Linked DNA regions of Mus musculus: all the other regions are linked to region 2. The links are chromatin contacts, called in public HiChIP or PLAC-seq maps. All regions are on one chromosome and are shown on one strand. Each heading gives the region's core, a stretch centred on a gene start, on an enhancer-like site or on the middle of the called end of the contact. The rest is flanking DNA. Distances are from core to core; before and after follow the strand shown.

Region 1 (2,966 bases), core at 331-2,830, 570 kb after region 2:
CCTTCCTCCTAAGTTGAGATCTAAAGCAGAAAATCACCATTGCTACTGATGTCCATGCATAAACTCACTTTTGGTGATTCAAGGGAAGCAACCCGATAGGACCTCAACGTTATCATCTCGTCACGTCACGAGACTCAGAACTGCAAGTTTCTTTCTCTCTTTCACTTATTCTCTTTGTCTGAGCCATTTTCTAACCTTTGGGCTGTTTTTATATTTATTTTTCACTACTCTGGGAGAATGATTCATGCTGGGTGGGAACTCCTTGTTCTGCCTTTGCCTTTCCTTGTGAAGTCAGATACCCACAAGAAAGGGCCAAGACCACAACATGTGTTAGCCGATGCCCAGTGTCTTGCAATCTCTCTCTCCGGCTGTGCCTCCATTTCCTGGCCATCTAACATATCAGCGTGTGCTTTTCTGCCACGCTGTCAGGATCAAAAGTCAGCAGAGATGATTCAGGCTCCTTGTCTATTACGAAATAATTGTCTTATCTGCATGATAATACACACATATATTTCAGCTAAATTATCTACATTCTAAGGACTCATTCATGCTCTGGAGAAGGTGATGGATACGCCAGATGCTTACACGTGGTGAGATGGCGAAGAGAGGTGGAGCGGGGCACCTTGCCAACTGTTTGGGTGGCTATTTGTCAGGAGAACGAGTCACGCCTGCAGCCCCGGCTGTCCCATTCCTGATACTGCTTTTAATACGTTTCATTGGAAAGAGGCCAAGGGCCCTACACCAAAACTTCAGTCCGTTTCTCCCCCTATTGACAGTGGTCTATTCCTACCCTGCCTTTCTCTCTCTACAGGCGACCTGTGTCTCCCTAGGTGTGATAATATGCTTTGTTTCAAAGCTAGGACACTACGCTATTTTATATTCTTCATCTTATTCTTGAAGTGTTCACCCAAAATGTATTATGGAGTCTGGGGAAGCCTTCACCTACAGACAAGGTGATCTACTTTGCTTGCAATCTGTATCAATAAACTACTCCTGAGTTCTCATCAGCTCAATGCTTGGCTGGAGGCTTTACCCATGCATCATGTTCGAGGAGAGAGGACATGCTCTGTTGTTGACTGGACCACAGAACTCAGGGTTAGTGTGAGCAGAGCCAAGGCCACACTGGAGCCATCTGCTAGGACCTGAGGGAGGGAGTTCAGTGGGCCGGCTGCTCTGCAAGCCTGTAATGTGAGAACTCTTCCGTTGCCATGCAGTGGGCAGGATGGCGCCCTAACTCCTTGGGCAGCTTTTGTGTTCTTATGATGGACTGAGCTGACCTTACCTCTCCCGCTGTCCTATTGTCTTAAGAAGGTGGCTGGGGAAGCCTCAGGGAGGGCTGATCTAAAGTAAGCAGAAACCCGGGGCGGCTTCTCCAAGACAGTCTCCAAGGCGATCTCCAGGGCTGGCTGGCTGGTGGATCTGGCGGTAGCAACCAGGGGCACGTGAAGACTTAGATGAAAGGCAGCTGTGTTGTGCCGGCAGTGGGAATTGGGAGCTGTATTTGTTCTGCATTCTGCAGTGTGCTGGGCTAAGCTGTCTCTATGACCTTGACAGTTAGGGCAGAACTAACTGTCTGGCTCTGTGACATGGGAAGGGCTTAGTCGGTACCTCTATTTGCTAAATTGGGGCCAATGTGGTTGAGGACACTTGGTTATTTCGAGTGTTTGTTTATCTGCCAAGTTTGGTGATCAATGCAGGGCAGGAGGCCAGGTGTGGTCACATGTCAGCACTGTGATCAGGAAGTGTGGAAATTTCTAGTTTCCACTTTCATCTATTTTTACGACCATCTTTATTGGGTTTTCTAAGAGTCTGGAACATGCAAACTGTGTGAATCAGAGGGAAACTTTATAACGTTTAATTCATCATCCTGAAACTGGGCAAATTTTTTCTCTAATCACACATGGAGCAAGTGTGGAGGGCACTTTGAACCCAGTGATTCCCTCCCTTGCCTTGGGTGCTAAGGAAATAGTGCGAATGAACAGTGTCTAGTCTGGAGGCCCTTTCTGTGTGTTTTTGAGCTTTCCCTGTTCTCAACTTGGTGTGTTGTTCCCGAGTATTTTTTAAAGAGTTCAAAGCATTTGGGGATTGCATAAATGCATTTTAAAATAAAATGCCAATTGAGAAGCAAAATCTCACCTTAGGGTATAAAGTGAGGAGGTGGCGCTCTAAGGTATGGTTGCGGGGAAAGTTTGTTTATTGAAGATGTGAGAGAGAGCACAGCCAGAGGCACTGGAAGAGAGTCCAGAGCAAGGAGAGAAAGCGGGGTCCAAACACGCCCAGTAGGCTGAAACAGGGCATTAGAGGAGAGAGGGGGGCGGGGAGAGAGGAGGGCCAAGGGAGTGGATGGGTGAAATGGCTGGGCGCTATAAGAACCAGAGGCTGGGGGAAGGGAAGTTGGAGAAATTTAGGGTAGGGGGCGGGGTCAGAGAGCTGAGAAGAGTCACCACCAGTACTCAGTGAACCTGGAGGCCAGCGTGCACTTTGGTATGATGATAGTCACCGCACTGGTGTATGATGTCGCTATGTTAACACGAAGTCTGAAAAATCAGCTTAGTAACAGGATTAGATTCACTTTGAGAATCTTCCGGCCGGCGCTCGTGAAGAGGAAGATAAGGAGAAAGATGTGTCTAAGACTGAAAGCCGTGCCACACTCCAACTTAGTATTTCTCTGAAATAAGCTCTTGGGGAAAAACTCAAACCATCTGGGTTAGATTATCGAATGTAAGCATAGGATGGAAAGTGGTCTTTGGGACAGTGGAATGAATGCTTCTGGAATTTATAATCTCACTGTCCCCATGTCTTTACCGATGAAATAAAAGAACCCCCCTCTGCTTTGACTATTTATGTTTTCCTCAGTTGGGGAAGGGCACTCAGATGAGGTTGGAGGGACATGTGAGAGGTGGCATGAAACGAACTCCATGTGATTTTTTTTTCCTTTTATTTTCATATCTCAGTTCCCTGGCCGT
Region 2 (3,214 bases), core at 27-2,526:
TATCTTTTCAATCATTTGTATTCTTTTTTTTTGTTGTTGTTGTTGTTGTTGTTCATTTTAAGACAGGGTCTCAGATGTCAGGCCAGCCATGAAGTCATCCTGTCAATGTTTCATATCTCTCCTTGTACTTCTCAAGTGCTAAAACTAGGTGTCTGCCAACACACCCAGATAAACTTGGTTTAATAAGTATTTATCTTATAAAAGTTTAAAATGGATGTTGATTGATAGTGACAAAATTGAAAGTTCTTTGTTTTGTATTTCATTTTGTTTGGGTGCTAGAGATTAATATAGGGCTTTATGTATGCTAAGCACATCCTCTGCTTTTGAACTATGCTTTAACCCCAAACTCAAGACTTTTAAAGAGATATCAGTCATTCACTCAGAATATAGCCCAGATCCTAGTACACATGAAGCCCTGAGATTGAGCCACAACACCACACACACACACACACACACACACACAGAGAGAGAGAGAGAGAGAGAGAGACAGAGACAGAGACAGAGACAGAGACAGAGAGACAGAGAGAGGGAATGCACAGAGATAAAAACAGAATACAAGACATAGAAGGAAAAACAAACACTTAGAGTGTATCCAGTATAAGCTGTGATGGTTGGTATTATACTCCAGCTCCCAGGGCAGGATATTTAAAGCATATATCCCACAACCAAGAATGTAGCTCAGGCTGTAGCACCTACAAGGCTGTTGTTCACATTCTAAAACAACAACTACAACAGATAGAAAGTAGGAAGAGAAAAAGCAAACAGTTAAGAGTATAAAAGCCTGCATGAGGTAGAATAGATGATGGACGGATTGTCATCCTCATAGGATCAGGGTCACCTAAGATTCAAGGCTCTGGGCGTGTCTGTGAAGGAGTTTCGAGGTCAGGTTAACTGTGATAGGAAGACCCACTCTGAATGTGTTCTTTGGGGCTCAGCTACTTTAAAAGTTACTAGACGGAGGATGAATCAAGGACAGAGCAGGGGTTTGTTTGTGGTTTTAGAGCCTTTTCCTTTAAGAAAAAGTGAGGCCCCTGGCCCTGCGCAGGTGCTGACACAGCGCTCCTTCAGATCAGCGCTGGAACTGCAGGGGGCTGGAACTGCAGGGGGCTGGACATGCAGGGCGGCTTTTCATGGAAGCTGCTGCTTTCAAAGCCTAGTGATCCCACTCCAGCTTTTGCTCACTTTTTCCTTGGCGCTCTCCCACGCATTCAGGGCTTACTCATCACAACCACTTCCTGGACACCCCTGCTCCAAACCTCTGCTCCTTCCTGGCCCTCTGGAATGTTCTCTTACCGCTCCCTCGCCTGTCAGGATCATGTTGACACACCCATTGCACTGCCCCAACTCTCTCCAGGGCTAACTTTAGTACCTTAGGGTTCTTCACATTTCCGGAGCACGGAGTATGGAACCTGACTGACCTTGGCGTCAGACTGAGAGAGCCAAATCAAGGTATACTGATGAACTAGGACACTATACAATGTGTCATTTCTAGATTAGCCCCCAGATACAAATAATTACAGAAAAGAAAGCACATTCATTCTTCCTAATACATAAATCCTCCTACCAACACTGCCTAGCTTCCGTGTAAATATAACAGATGTAGATTTCTATATTTTTGTTTGTTTGTTTTTCACATCAGCAGGTCTTTGTAATCAATATCTGCTTTTCAGTCTACAGGGACAACTATTAGCTTGATTCTATTCTTGAATGTCATGTGAATACGTTGAGAAGGAGGATCTGATCAGACCCAAGTTGATCATGATGATAATGAACTATGCTTCATAGAGCGGAATGACCGAGAAGTCACTAAACAGCAAAAGTGGTGGTAAATGTTTAAGTGTTTGTGTGTGCCTTGCTCCTGGAGCCAATCTGCTTTTCCATAATTTTGGATCCTTTTGCATTGTGTGACATGTTGATACCGGCTGGATGGAAACCGGGCCGCCCAGGACTCAACATAAAGAAGAACTGATCGACTTTACTGCAGAATTTACAGCTCTGAGCATGGGTGAGCGGGAGCCAGAAAGAAGCACAAAGCCTGTCTGTCTGCCTCCCGCAGGCATTGTGAAGTTGTCCTTGGCTTTGTGAGTCAGAGGGGTAGAGTAGCCTTAGTAAGTCAGGGGATCGCCAGGTTCGTGATGGTGACTGACATCATGGGAACGGGATCTTATTGCAAAAGAGTAAGGGAAGGCAAATGCAGACGGTATATACGTAGCAGGGAAAGGAAGAGCCCATCTGTCTTAGCCCATTTTGTGTGACTATACATGCATATCACAGAACAGGCAAACGACAAAGAACAGAACTGTATCTCTCGACAGTCTAACAGCTAATGTTTGCACCTCGTGAGTGCTTTGTTGCTGTGTCCTCACAGGGTCCAGAGACAGGCAAAGGGCAAGCTCTTCATTCAGTGCACAACAAAGGACAGTGAATCAACCCAGCCAGACTTCTTACACAGAAGAGCTTTTCTCAAAGCTTTATGACCACACATGAGATCATAGTTTGGGGACCCAAGTAGGCAGCTCCAACAACCACACTCAGCTGAGAAACTTATTTTCAAACTCTTTTAAACAGTAATATTTGGATGGTGACTTATACTCCATTTCATTTCTACTCCAACTAAAGCACATCACATCAGCTGGGTGTGGAGTTCAAGTCTGACACTAACTGTGCAGAGCAGGCAGAGACCTTACAGATCCAGAGCCAAGTCCTCTACAAGACAGCCGTCACCTCATACAGTCAGGCTTCCCCAGGACATCCTCGCTTCTCACTGCCTTAGTAAACCCAGAGGCTCCATAACATCCTCAGATCTGATCGTTTGCTAGAGCATGGTATTTACAGTAACATTTTATTATAAAGAATGCACATAGCTGTATGAGATGCTTAATTATAAACCCACAGGAAGATTGAGAAAGGAGGATTCAAGCCCAACTTGTGTTACGCAGCCAGACTCTCTCTCTCTCTCTCTCTCTCCCCCCCCTCACCCCCTCTCTCCTCTCCCCTCTCCCCTCTCCCATCTGTAAGACCAATGAAATGAGATGGCACAGTAAATAATGACACTTGTTGCTAAGCCTGACCTGAGTTTCATCTCTGGAATCACATGGTGGAAGAAAAACCCAACTCCTACAAGCTGTTCTCTTCTACCACCAAGGCATGTGTGCCCACATACATGTACATACACTAATACAATTTTAAAGGGAAATGAACATGCTTAGAACAC
Region 3 (3,161 bases), core at 19-2,518, 590 kb after region 2:
AGGTGTCTTAGCTGCTGCTCTGTTGCTATGAGGAGATACCGTGAGCAAGGCAACTCTTATGAAAGAAACCATTCAGCTGGGGGCTTTGCTTCGTGTTTCAGTTATTGAGACTGTTATTATCATGATGGAGCATGGTGGCATGCAGGCAGGTGATGGAGCAGTAGCTGAGGCTAAATCCTCATACACAGGCTGTGAGAGGGAGCCTCTGGACTTGGCATGAGCCTATGAACCTCAAAGCCCACCCCAGTGACACACTTCCTTCAACAAGGCCATACCTCCTAATCCTTCTAATCCTTTCAAATAGTACCACTAAGCATTAACATATAAGAGCCTATGGGGGCCATTCTTATTCACCATAGAAGGCTTTCATTCCCTTCATGCTGGCAGAGGTAATTTATCTCCCTAATTCAGGATAGGCCCTGTTTTGGATAGAGTACAAATAAGCTCACTTGTTTTAACACTTCCTCCCTGATTGGTGGCATTGTTCAGAAAGGCTGTAGAACTTTTAGAAGGTGGAGCTTTGCTGCAGGGATTAGGTCACTGGGGCTAGGACTCGATGTTTCATAATCCAGCCTGATGTTCTGTCTGCTCTCTACTACGTAACCATCTAGTATACCCTCCTTACCTCCATGACTTCCCTACCACAGTGACAACGGTCTCTCAAACTTTAAGCCGAAAGTAACACCCTTCCTCCCTTAAGTGGCCTCTTGTCAGGGTATTTGGTGACAGCAATAAGAAAAGTAACTTCTTCAGGTAGCATCCAAGAAAATGCACAGTAAGCCATGCAATGAAAAGTTCCACATAGAAAGTAGTGACACAGTTTTGTCAATGGGCCTTTAGAAATGACATTGCTTGGTCTCCCTGGATTCTTGTGAGGACCCAAGTGGAATGAGGGGTTAGGAGTGTGGATGTAAGTAAGGGACAAGGGCTCACTTCAAGGGTCCCCCTCCAAATGCTGTGGTGTGGTGAGGCCATGACACAGCCAGGAGGACGCTGGCTCGGGATCGATTTGGTAGTCTCTGAGTGAGTGTGCTTGTTTTAACTCAGATGAACTGAGGGCTGTTGTATCCTGGTATCTGAAGGAAGTATGATTCTTCAGAGGGTTTGCGGTTTAAGTAAGTATCCTTGAGGTATCCGACTTCTAAAGAAAATTAATCAGCAAATGAGCATGTCTGAATGCAGGCAGCATGAGGCTGTAGACCGTGCTACTTCTGGAATAACAAAAGGCGAGAAGGAACCTTAAGGAAATGGGCTGGCTCAGAATTATGAATCACGGAGCCCATTTCTTACAGTGATTAATGATGAATCACTCTTTTAACTTTGGATGGAATAATGGGCTGCATCTGAGGAGCCCCATTAATCATCATGAGAATTAGGCTTCTGCCGATTCATTACTGCAGGGTCGACATGTGCTAAACAGTTGAGCGGGATTGCAGGAAGGGGTGAACTTTAGGCAAGGGCTGACTTAAAGAATGCAAACATCAGGGGTCTTTTCTCACTGCTGGGTGGGGTTGAGTGGAGAGGACGTCTCCTATGTAATCCCTCAACTGCTGCCTTCCAGAGGCGCAACAAAACACCAGCTACAAAGTCCTTAGGCTTTTAGATCCAGGGTCAGGACACAATAGACAAAATCGGCATGTATCATAAAAACCTGATACTTTCATTCATTTCTTGCTTTATGTTAACAGTCTGCTGTACACTGGGCTGTCGAAAGGCATGCACGCCAGCAAAATGAGCTTATCCTTCTTCTTGAAGAACAAAATCACCCCTACTAATTTTCTTCTTTTCTGAAGATGTCTTGGTATAGATAATAAAAACCCAGGCTGCAGGCAACAGAAGGGAAAAACCTGGTCTATATAAAAGGAAGTCAGATTGGATTCGTCGTTTGGCCAACTTCAAAGCCCCTGAGCTGAAAAGAGGGTTAACCAGTTGTTCCGACAGATTTAAACCAAGGGACTTCAAAGGGACAGGCAGTGTGCACAGCTCTTTGGCGTTGGACAGAAGTGATGGGAACCCCTAGGGAATGTCATGTAGTCCTTGACTCAAGTAGATGCGATTGTCATAGGATAAAAATCACACCTAGATCACAAAGGCTGCACATTGCTTAATGTCGTTAGCTCCAGTGGTCTTGTTGAGTCATGATGCCCATTCCAGTCACCATCTGGACTCTTACCTTGCCCGACAGAATACAGTTTTTAATGTGTTTTTTAAAGGATTATATACAGCTTTAATTTTTTGTAGTAAAAGAATAATTGTAATTGACATGTTTGAAAAGTAAATGCTTTTGTCAGTACTTATGAGAAGGAATGAAGAACTGCTTAGCACATAGAGAGCTGCTATATGTAGCTTACGCCTACCAATGATGCTGTTATGGGACTTCAGTGGCTTCATAGCTGACTTCTCTGTCCCCAGGTCCTTTCTCAATCAGCCCATTTTTCATACCTGACAGAAAGAGCCCCTGAAGGCAGAAGACATCTGAATCCTGCCTGCAGTGAGACCCTAGTGGGGCAAAGGTCCTGGGTCCTCATCTCCAACCATCTTAGGCAGTCAGCATGGAGGAGGGGGAACAAGGTGACCGTCTCCAGTCATGTACACACACCCCTTCAAGACAAACTGCCAGGCTTGTAGAGAGTGAAACTTGCAAGGGACCAACTAAAACATACTTCAAGGCATAGCTAAAGGTATATTTTGCAAGGTGTGGTGACATATGCCTTCCCTCCCCAGAATAAAACATTTAATGCTGAACTTTTAAATTATATCTGAAGCATGAGTTCATTCAAGAAAAAAATAATCTCATTTGGATTCTTTCTTTTAAGCATTTACAAGAAGGAAATAAGAGCAGGACAACATCTTATTATATTCCAGAGGATACATGACCATACACAGACACATACCCAGATACACTGTCAGACATGATAAACAGCAACAAGACTGTGAAGGCAAGGAGGAAGCATTATAGACGCTTTGTTGTCTTCCTCTCGCCTTAGACAGTTGTCTACTCAGTCAGAAGGGACTCTATGCAGCATCAGTAGGGTCTATCAGCAGGGAACACTACTTGGGAATGTGTGGTTCTTTAAGTGAAAGCTTTAAGCTTTCACTGCCACTTCAGTAAAAATATATTGCTACTTTTAAAAAGTGTTTGCAAATTTTTAGATTGTAAT
Region 4 (3,330 bases), core at 343-2,842, 620 kb after region 2:
TAAGGGATCTGGATTCTAGGAGGGTCTCAGTATTAATGCACCATGTTTGAGAGATGGGATGATCCACCAGGACCCCCCAGTGAGGAAGTGCAAGGTCCTTTGTCCATCAGTAGCCACACCCCACCCCTGCTGTCTTTGGATCTCTTTTCACAGCAGAGGAAGCTTTCTAGTGAAGAAACACAAGAAGGGAGAGCAGGGACATCAGAGGCTGAGTTTGAGTCTTGGGTGTGGGTGTGTTCTCAGGGGCGGGGCCTCAGACACAGGATGAGATTCATCTGAGCCTCTCGCTGTGTCCACACTTAGACGCTGCCTGTCTTTCTACTTCGTCCCGAGGCCTTAGAAGGGATACATGCTAGCTGGACCTTGCCTTCCAAAGATCCACTGTTGGAAACTCACATCCTAAATTCACATGTGGATAGCCTTTAGGTGTGCGGCCTTGGGGCGGGGGTGGGGGTGGGGGACAAAAGGAAGGATCCTGTGCTGGACCGTGTCAGCTGGGAAGATCTTCCAGTGAGCACTATTGCGCTCTTTGGTGTTGTGAGTTCCTCTACCACGTTGGAAGCAAGACAGCCCCTTGCCAAATGCTGGCACATTTACATTGGAATTCTAGCTTCTATAACTTCAAGAAATGATTTTTTCCTGTTTATCAATTACCCACTCTGTCCTATTCTGTCCTAGCAACAAAATGAGTCTGAAGCAGAATGTAAGACGTTAGCACACAAAATCCACAGTTAAGTTTTCCTTTTCCTGAGCTGTCTATTAACTTCGGCAATATCCTTTCGTTGTGTGCCCAGTGCACTGATGTGGCCCTCCTGGGTCTTCAGTGTTGCCGACCTGTCAGCCTGGATCTCTGCCACGTTCCCGAGCCTCTGGAATTGCTTTCCCCCTCTCCTCCAATGATAGCCTCCCTTTTCAGGGCTAAGCTCAGTGCTACCTTGCCATCTAATTAAAGTCTGATGCTCTAGGTGAACCTGACAGGCCAGAGACTTCCAAGTTTAATTGCTTTGCCCCTTCCAACTCCCAGTGGAGCCCAGCAAGCTTTAGCTGGCAGGTGGAAGCAGACGGCCGGGGCTAGTAGGCACATCTGAGACTTCCTGCAATGAGACGTCTCCCCCTGCCTTTATTTACTCTAGTGATGAAGATGTAGGGATTACTCAAGTATGACTCATGTTCCGTGCTAGTTCCAGGAGCTATGAAGGTGAATCAGATGGTGCTGACATGCAAGCAGCTCAGAGGAGGAGAGCAGATGGACACATAAACAGACTATTAAGCAGCTCCGTAGAGTTATAACGAAGAAAGGGGTATTTGGGACATGCAGAATAGACGTCTAAATCAGTGGGACTAGTAGAGAAGATGCTTGGGGGAAAGTCTGAGTCCTGAAAGACAAACTAATATGTGAGGCAAGAGAGGGCCAGCTCCATGCAAGGCAGCGTTACCAACAGCAGCAAGTCAGACCCAGGCATATTTTTTGAAACTCAGAAAACCATAATCTGGCCTGTTGTTTTGAATGGGAATTTCCCCTGCAGCCTGGGATTTTTGAACACTTGGTTCCCAGTAGACAATGCTATTTAGGGAGTTGTAGCCTTGCTGGAGGAAGTATGTCATTGGGGGCGGGTGGTAAGTATTTATAGCCTTGCCCCACTTACAGTTTGCTTTCTCTGGTCTGTGCTCATGGTTGAAAATGTCATCTATCCAGAATGCTAGCCACTTGCAGCCATGCCTCTCCACCATGAAGAACTCATATCCCTCTGGAACTATATAAGCCAAAATAAATCCTTTCTTTCATCAGTTTTTTTGGTCTTGGTGCTTTATCACAGCAACAGAGATCAAGAGTGTGGTGGCTCAAGTCTTTAATCCCAGCCATTGGGATGCAGATATAGATAGATCTTCATGAGTTCAAGGCCAGCCTGAAATACAGACTAGGTTCCAGGACAGCCAGGGCTACAACTTGAAACCTTACAGAAGCAAAATGAAACAAAACAAAACAAGGCACGAGAACAGAAAAATACCTGGTTTGTAGAGTTTGGAGAGTGTTTACGGTGAGGCTGACCTCATATAACTCAGAGGCAAAATTTTCACTTGTAATTGCCGTCTTCTTCTTTGTTAGACAGGTCTACAACTAGCCCAGGCTGGCCTCTAAGTTGCTATGAAATTGTGTCAACCTTGAGTAGTTTCAGGCCTCTACTACCCAAGCTCTGGGATTACAGACGTGTACCACCATACTCCGTTGACACCTGGTAATTTTAATCAGTTTATGAGGAATCCTTAAAAGCACTCACTGAATAGCCGGGTTTAGTTGAACGTATAAGGCTTTCTTCAATGTCATAATAAGAACAGCCTGTTAGTTCACTTGTTCAACGCAGATCTCTTTGCCATAATGTGGAGGATGGGCCTGAGAAAGCCAGGACTGAAGGCTGGGATGCCTGGCAGCTACCAGATGTGGCTATGATTGGACATGGAATGGAGAGGGAGGGTTGCTGAGACCTTCCCCCAGGCCAGCTCCAGTGGAGGCAGAGAGAAGATAGTATACCCTTTAATCATGAAGGGCACATTCTAAGACCCTCAGAGGAAGCCTGAAACTATTCATCCTACTGATACATATATCCTTAGGTATATTTAATATATTTCTACATATACACACCTAGGTCAAAATTTAACTTATAAATTAGTAAGTTAAATCTATAAATTAACCTACAACAAGGTTCAGGAAAAGGTTAACGAGAGCAGTAAGACAGAAAATTACAACAAACGTTAATAGTCATTTTCTCTTGTTTTCTAAATGTCTTTCTGAAAGTGTAGATCTTAACAATGTTACTAGACGTTTTGTTCTTTTCTTATTAAGCTTATTATTATAGCACCTTCCCATTTATCAAAAGCACTTTCCAACTTGTCTTTGGCACGCCTAAATTCCTAGCATTGCCTGTCTTGCTCGAAGGGGTTGTTGTACAAGTAAATTTGGTTTACTGAGCACAAACTTTGTGATACCTCAATAAGCGAGCTGAGGGTCACGTGAGTAACGGGAAGGTAGCCTATATAGTGTGGATACAGAGAACAAAGGTTCGATTCTCATTCCAGATAGGAAGGGACTGGATACTGTGAAGTGTCATTGCCCCACTTAGAATAGCATTCAATACAAAACGTACAACTTACTTATGTATGGAACTTTCCACGTAACATTTTCAGAACGTGGGTGAGGACAGATAATTGAAACCTGGAAAAGAAAGACTGCTGGAGTGATGTGGGTTGGGCTAGCTGAGTAGAGGGATTGGGTTCCCATTGTGAGGATTTTATGGGGCTTGTGGCTGGTGGCATACGTTTGTATTTTATCCT

What was found. HiChIP or PLAC-seq counts read pairs in DNA pulled down with a chosen protein or histone mark.
Region 1: an H3K27ac HiChIP or PLAC-seq map of the NIH/3T3 cell line shows a contact between it and region 2, with 4 times the contacts expected there. The contact joins two enhancer-like sites. A contact is called at or near these places in 1 of 15 datasets of contacts at CTCF or cohesin (the NIH/3T3 cell line), 12 of 484 Hi-C or Micro-C datasets (the Ba/F3 cell line, the G1E-ER4 cell line, LSK cells and 7 more) and 8 of 115 datasets of contacts at active chromatin or transcription factors (the NIH/3T3 cell line, acute myeloid leukemia, bone marrow-derived dendritic cells and 5 more).
Region 3: a FOXA1 HiChIP or PLAC-seq map of pancreatic cancer cells shows a contact between it and region 2. The contact joins two enhancer-like sites. A contact is called at or near these places in 1 of 15 datasets of contacts at CTCF or cohesin (the NIH/3T3 cell line), 16 of 484 Hi-C or Micro-C datasets (the Ba/F3 cell line, CD4 T cells, the G1E-ER4 cell line and 11 more), 6 of 115 datasets of contacts at active chromatin or transcription factors (acute myeloid leukemia, bone marrow-derived dendritic cells, embryonic basal ganglia and 3 more) and 1 of 9 other capture datasets (embryonic stem cells).
Region 4: a contact with region 2 is called in a FOXA1 HiChIP or PLAC-seq map of pancreatic cancer cells. The contact joins two enhancer-like sites. A contact is called at or near these places in 1 of 39 promoter capture datasets (the C10 cell line), 1 of 484 Hi-C or Micro-C datasets (cardiomyocytes), 2 of 115 datasets of contacts at active chromatin or transcription factors (embryonic stem cells and pancreatic cancer cells) and 1 of 9 other capture datasets (embryonic stem cells).

The regions. Positions count from the first base shown.
Region 1 is chr4:9,080,646-9,083,611 of GRCm38.p6, forward strand. No RefSeq gene overlaps it. Among named protein-coding and RNA genes, the nearest start is that of Gm50597, 39 kb to the right of the region's middle. Within about 2 kb of position 1,581, at least 72 of the 459 cell types and tissues checked have an H3K27ac peak or open chromatin away from gene starts, as enhancers often do. A contact at or near this core is called in the NIH/3T3 cell line and pancreatic cancer cells, where this site is marked.
Region 2 is chr4:8,509,260-8,512,473 of GRCm38.p6, forward strand. No RefSeq gene overlaps it. Among named protein-coding and RNA genes, the nearest start is that of Rab2a, 25 kb to the right of the region's middle. Within about 2 kb of position 1,277, at least 78 of the 459 cell types and tissues checked have an H3K27ac peak or open chromatin away from gene starts, as enhancers often do. A contact at or near this core is called in the NIH/3T3 cell line, adipose-derived mesenchymal stem cells and pancreatic cancer cells, where this site is marked.
Region 3 is chr4:9,102,878-9,106,038 of GRCm38.p6, forward strand. No RefSeq gene overlaps it. Among named protein-coding and RNA genes, the nearest start is that of Gm50597, 17 kb to the right of the region's middle. Within about 2 kb of position 1,269, at least 30 of the 459 cell types and tissues checked have an H3K27ac peak or open chromatin away from gene starts, as enhancers often do. A contact at or near this core is called in the NIH/3T3 cell line, adipose-derived mesenchymal stem cells and pancreatic cancer cells, where this site is marked.
Region 4 is chr4:9,132,314-9,135,643 of GRCm38.p6, forward strand. The region is part of intron 1 of Gm50597 (a long non-coding RNA gene); the gene reads left to right. It overlaps Gm34288 (a long non-coding RNA gene), which reads right to left. Exons shown (of 4, transcript XR_881105.2): 2 at 3,151-3,211. Among named protein-coding and RNA genes, the nearest start is that of Gm34288, 8.6 kb to the right of the region's middle. Within about 2 kb of position 1,593, at least 41 of the 459 cell types and tissues checked have an H3K27ac peak or open chromatin away from gene starts, as enhancers often do. A contact at or near this core is called in pancreatic cancer cells, where this site is marked.